Regions from separate parts of the Mus musculus genome. Here region 2 is linked to region 1. Evidence: chromatin contacts called from public Hi-C data. All regions are on one chromosome and are shown on one strand. The core of a region is the stretch at or near the end of the contact, and the rest is flanking DNA. Distances in the headings are between cores, read along the strand shown.

Evidence for each region. A called contact is a pair of places that touch in the nucleus more often than the background predicts.
Region 2: a contact with region 1 is called in a Hi-C map of cortical neurons, with 4 times the contacts expected there. The contact joins two enhancer-like sites. A contact is called at or near these places in 1 of 484 Hi-C or Micro-C datasets (cortical neurons) and 1 of 9 other capture datasets (embryonic stem cells).

Annotation. Positions count from the first base shown.
Region 1 is chr1:75,924,312-75,927,011 of GRCm38.p6, forward strand. No RefSeq gene overlaps it. Among named protein-coding and RNA genes, the nearest start is that of Gm32622, 11 kb to the right of the region's middle. Within about 2 kb of position 1,305, at least 50 of the 459 cell types and tissues checked have an H3K27ac peak or open chromatin away from gene starts, as enhancers often do. A contact at or near this core is called in cortical neurons, where this site is marked.
Region 2 is chr1:76,245,150-76,247,849 of GRCm38.p6, forward strand. No RefSeq gene overlaps it. Among named protein-coding and RNA genes, the nearest start is that of Gm32737, 150 kb to the left of the region's middle. Within about 2 kb of position 1,257, at least 16 of the 459 cell types and tissues checked have an H3K27ac peak or open chromatin away from gene starts, as enhancers often do. A contact at or near this core is called in cortical neurons, where this site is marked.

The DNA.
Region 1 (2,700 bases), core at 55-2,554:
TTGCATCAAGGAATGATGGGAGGTGAGGCTTTACCTGAGTCATGCTGATTGCTGGGCTGAGGGCAAGGATGTGTAAGGATGTGCGACCCTTATACTTTCTTTTGGGTATTTCCCATTGTCATTACATTGTCCCCTGGTCCTCAGCTTCCTCTGGAATGTTTGATTCATAATTGTAGCTTGAAGCCTTTGCTGATGTCCTGACCTGCACTCAACCCCCTCAGACCTAAATCCAAGTGCCCCCCAACCCCAACCAGTTGAATGTCTGTCTGCTTCAATGAGGAAAGCTGCCAGGAACTGGCACATAAACCAATGTCTTGTCTTGACCCTAGCTCAAGCCTAGAATGATTAGCAAAAGATCATTAGAAATGGCTGCTTGTTCTCTGCAACATTTAGCATCATAGCCATGGCTTCCTTCCTGATGTAGAAAAGAAATGGAAATGAAACAACACTGTAGTTTTTCAGATGACTTCTTAGCTCTCCCATATAAACCCAGAAGCTCCAGGCTAGAATCCATAAAAGCAAAGAAACGCAGTGCAGGTTACAGGGGCTTCTGGGGTGTGTATCTCCTAATCTGATAATATTTCTAGCCGAATCTACTTCCATTTCTCACCTCTTAACTGACTTTTCAGCTTCTACCCCTACAATTCTTATTTCCCTCAGAAGCAACTCTGATCCTTTTAAGTTGTGAGTCTGAGTGTGTCAACCTTCTGCTCAGTGTCTGGGCCTCTAGTGGCTTCCCATTGTTCTTCTGAGAAGAGCTGAAGTCTTGACAGTGGTCTCTGATGACTGAGGGCAGGGGCTGGACAGCGACTATTTTGGCCTTTGCCGGCCTGGTGTCTGTGTGCTCATCTGCTGTAGCATGAGCAAAGCCATGGAGGATAAGGTAAGGCACAGCACGGCTATAACCCGGCACATTACCACAAAGGGCACGGGGTTGGATCTGGTCCATGCCTGGCAAGCTCCTGTCCCTTTTAGAGATTTGGCCTTAGATACCTCTCAACCCTCTTGCCTTCTGCTCTCGTGCTATGCTTCAGGCCCATGGGCCCCTGCAAATTCGTCACGCTCTCACTTGGGCCTTGAAACTGGCTGGGTTCAATCTAGAATATTCTTCCCCTACAACTTTGAGTGACACATTTTCTTATTTTCTTTGTTTCTGTTTGTGGATCTTTATCGAGAGCTCTCCCCACTCCCTAATCACTTCATCTGAAATAGCAAAACTTACTTTTGGCACGCCATCCTCTTTACCCTGCTTTCTTCTGCTTGGAGACTGTTGCTACCACCTGACATCACCACTCATGGAATGAATAAATGATTCTTTCGGGGAAAATATTACCAGGTGCCTCCTTCATGCCAAGCAGGGAGCCGAAATTCCAATAGAGAACAAAACATAGGCTTTGTTATCGTTGTACACGAGTGGAGCTTAAATAAACATAAACATGGGAGCCAGAGAGAAGTGCTCTGAGTAAAATTAGGCTGGCCAAGGGGGCAGGTTGTGGGGTTCTTTCTCTTCGTTTGCCTTCTGCCTGGCTTCATCTGAGTTAGAGAAAGCCGTCAATCCCTCCTCCCTTTGCTGCATAGTTAGAATCTAAGAAAAACTCAGTGCCGACAGGGGGCGCCACAGCTCTGCAAAGAGGTGAGAGCCAGACCCAGGCTGTCAGGCTTCTGAAAAGGGCAGGAAGGGAGCTGAAGGCTGCAGCCTAGGGACTGGGAAGTTGGAAGTTATGGGATGTAACAGGATCTGAACACTACAGCAGCCTCACCGCAAGTGTTTTCCATGGAGCGCTGCCTAAGCTACGGGGCCTTGCAGAACAATGCGCTTTTAAGTTAGATGCTTAATAAATCAGCCAGGCATGCATTATTATGCCGCAATAGAGCCCTTGTTGTGTCTTAATGCTCAATTAGCCAGTGCAGAATCTGGGTCGGGCTTTCTATCATCTTGGATGTGTGGCGGGAACTGGCCCAGGTCTCATTGCTCTACCCGGGAGTGGATGCTTTTGTATCTTAGCAAAGCCAGGCACTAAGGTTGAAGGGAAGTCACAGATTGGGAGAACTAGACCTTGACACCGACCTTCCTCAAAGTGGTTCAACTCCAGTTGATATAGATGGGAAAAAAATCAGTTCACAGAGAAGTTACTTGGCCCAAATCTTAAGATGAGTGAGATTCAAAGCCTCCTTTCTGATTACTGATTCTGGGTCATATATTAGCTTTCATCAGGCACATTTTCAGGACACCAACGATGCCTTTCCTATGCCTGTGACAGGTGCCATAGACAGTAACGCCTTCCCACTGTCTGATTCTAAGTTAACCACTAGCCAGAAGAAGCCTCATTTATTTGAACACAAATGGATAATCAATTAAGAAAGAGCCAAACAAAGAAACCCCGATTTTTATATTTTATGGACATCCCAAGGGTGAGGGTCCAGTGTCCCCATGGTACCAGATTAAAGACAAGAGTAAAACCTTACCCTTGTTGAACCCTGCCTGCTGCCTCCTGGGTGTTCCGGCATTCTCTGGAGTGGAGACAGGTAGGCACGGCAGCTGCAGAGCATCATAGCTTGAGGGTCTGCTTTCTGCCTTTTACATGTGATTTACATACATGGGCACAGTGCATGCTCCGTAGTCTCTTCTAGCTCATTCCCTCCTCAGAGGGTCAGAGTTGTGCTGAAGTCCCCCAAGACTGCAATTCCTGTTAGGTCTCC
Region 2 (2,700 bases), core at 7-2,506, 320 kb after region 1:
AGGAGCACCCATCCATCATATTTAGCTTTTGTTCTCATCCTTTGGGTCTTATCCCTTTCTTACACTTGGGTCCCCATATACTTACATCAAGCTTCTTTTCTGCTTCAATCACACACAGTGGAGGAAATCTGAATGAGACACCCTTCTTCCATGTAGTGATGGATGTCTAAAGCTGTTCATTGAGATGTAAGTGCTTCCAGAGTGCCTATCCTTCGCAACTACACTATTCTGGCAGTCAACAGTCAATTAGGTCATCACCTTTCCAAAGTCAGGAATCATGTCTTATTTTTCTTGGAGTATCCATCACTGCCAGAGTCCTCAGTGGAACTCACCTGCCACGTATATTTGCGGCCTGGTAGGTTTCAGATGGCTTCCGAGGCATTGTACCAGTCTTAGCCCTGGAAGCTTCCAGAGCCCTGTGTTCCACAGTGCCGCAGCAAAGACGTTGGATCGGCTGTTGCTTCGAGTGCCTCTGGGCAAGTCATTAGATCTTTTTCTTTAATTTGCCTTTGCTTCCTGCAAAGGGAAAATGAGGTGAATAAATTGCCTCCATCAAGTGCAAAATTTAATGTGCTAAGTGTGCTTGTGTCTCCAGCTTCATAAAGGTATGTACTATATAAACACTACATGGGTGTAACCAGGAGCCTTTGAAAAAATCTTAATGTGAATTTATTTTGAAGAAAAAAAAAACCTATACCTATTCTTTTTATAAACATTTGTTAAGGCACGCACATTTTAATCTCCCCCAGGGATATGTTTCAGTGGGGGAAGCTTTATCTTGGCACAAGTTTAAGATCTCTGTGTCTTTCCTTTTTTCTCCACTCTCATTCACACAACACAAAATTCTCCACTACAAAGACACATGGACACATTATCTGATTAGGTCTATTTACCTTCTCTGTATATCTTTATTGGGCATCTATTGTACATGAGGTCCGTGTCAGGCTCTAAGGACATGATGTATAAAAATAGTCTCCTTGGTCACTAGGTGAGACAGATATTCGTGCATTCATGCGTGCATTCACCTATCCAACAAAGGAGCTGACTGTATCAGGCACCCTTTTAGGTTCTGGGGAACAAGAATGAATAAATAATACAAACAACTATTTGGTTCTCTAGGACACTTGCTACAGGGAAGCCATATGCTAGGTTCATTGAGAATGATGTCCCAGGGGAACTGTGCTGGGATTCAGTCTTGAAGGGCACACATGACGGAAAGTAATCGAAGTGGATGAGGACACAGGCAGGCTTATGTGCTCTGTAGAGCCGGGAGCTCTGTATAATTATAGAAGTGCTGAGGCCTGTGAAAATGGGACAGATCCAGGAACAGAAGTTCGCAGTGGCCTGACTGATCACTTTATGAATAGAAAAGAATTCCCTGGTATCCTGGGGGTGGGGGTGGGGGATGTATCTCGCTGAAGCTTTCTATTCAGAGACTTGACCTGCAGATGAGTGTGAGACAGTCGTGGCTGCCCTGTTTGTAAGAGGCATTTGACGCTGATTATCCTGCCTCTCCTTGAGAGTGGCTGTTGCAGGATTGGAAAGTCTTTGCATCAAAAGTAGCAGCTGTGTGGTGTGGTATCCCTGTGCTTCTCTTGTAGGCAGAGGGCGTTTTTATTATTTCAAGATGCAAGCCAAGTATTATCAGAAGGTGCTGGAGCTTGGGAGTTACCAAAATTTTGGATGATTCACAATGCAGGCTGTTAAACAGCATGACATCTTGATTTAACACTCCCCTGGCTAAGAAGCCAACACAGCAGTTTTAAAAACTGTACCCATGACTATGTGTGGGTCACTTCTGAGCCATTTGTATGTAATTTAGGATTTATTGAATTTTTTGGAGCATTCATATGTAATTCCAGACTTAACAGTTGCTCTGCAAACTATCAAATATTTATATTGTTTTCTTCAGATGTATTTATTATTTACTGTACATTCTATGAAATATTTACACCGATTTTTTAAAAAGAAGAGATATATATTATTTACACCGCCTTGAAGTTCCTCTCAACATAAGTAAAATGATAAGTTGAGGCTTAAAGACTCCCAAGGATGCTGCTCAGGGTTTGTCGGCAACCACACGGAGGCTCTGTCCCAGAAGAAAACACCTGGCAATAGCATTACGCAATTAAAGCTGATGTTTGGGACCACCCAGCTCTCTGTGGAGCTCCGACTTCCTCTAGCTCGCCAGTCTCAATTGGCAGAAGGGAAATTTAAAACAGCTCCTCCCAATGTCTCTCCTTGCCCTCCCAGGGTTCCAGGTGTCTTTACCACGCAGGCAGCACCTCCCGCCCATGTCTCTCTGGGACCTGGAACATCCCCCAAAGTGCAGAAGGAAATGCAATATAGAGCTTCCTAGATTACACCAGACTCCACTGGCTGTGTCACCAATCCCAGGCATTCCACTCTCTTCCTTATCCTAGGGAATTTCTGAAGGAGTCAGAGGCATAGCCTGGTCATCTATGCTCTTAAATACGTGCCTGTTGGTTCCGATTATCAGTTAAATGTGGGGACTTTTGGAAGAGAACCTTATGTATGTCATTTTCAGTATCATCCACACTTGAAACATCCTTGGATGATCCTGGATTCCCTCCTATCTGGCTGTCAGCCCTCTCTTACCTGGTCTGCAGATGTCTGAGCAAGTCTTCCCCTTGCCAAGGAGCCCTAGGTCCTGCGGTCTGACTTAGATCTGCGATTCAC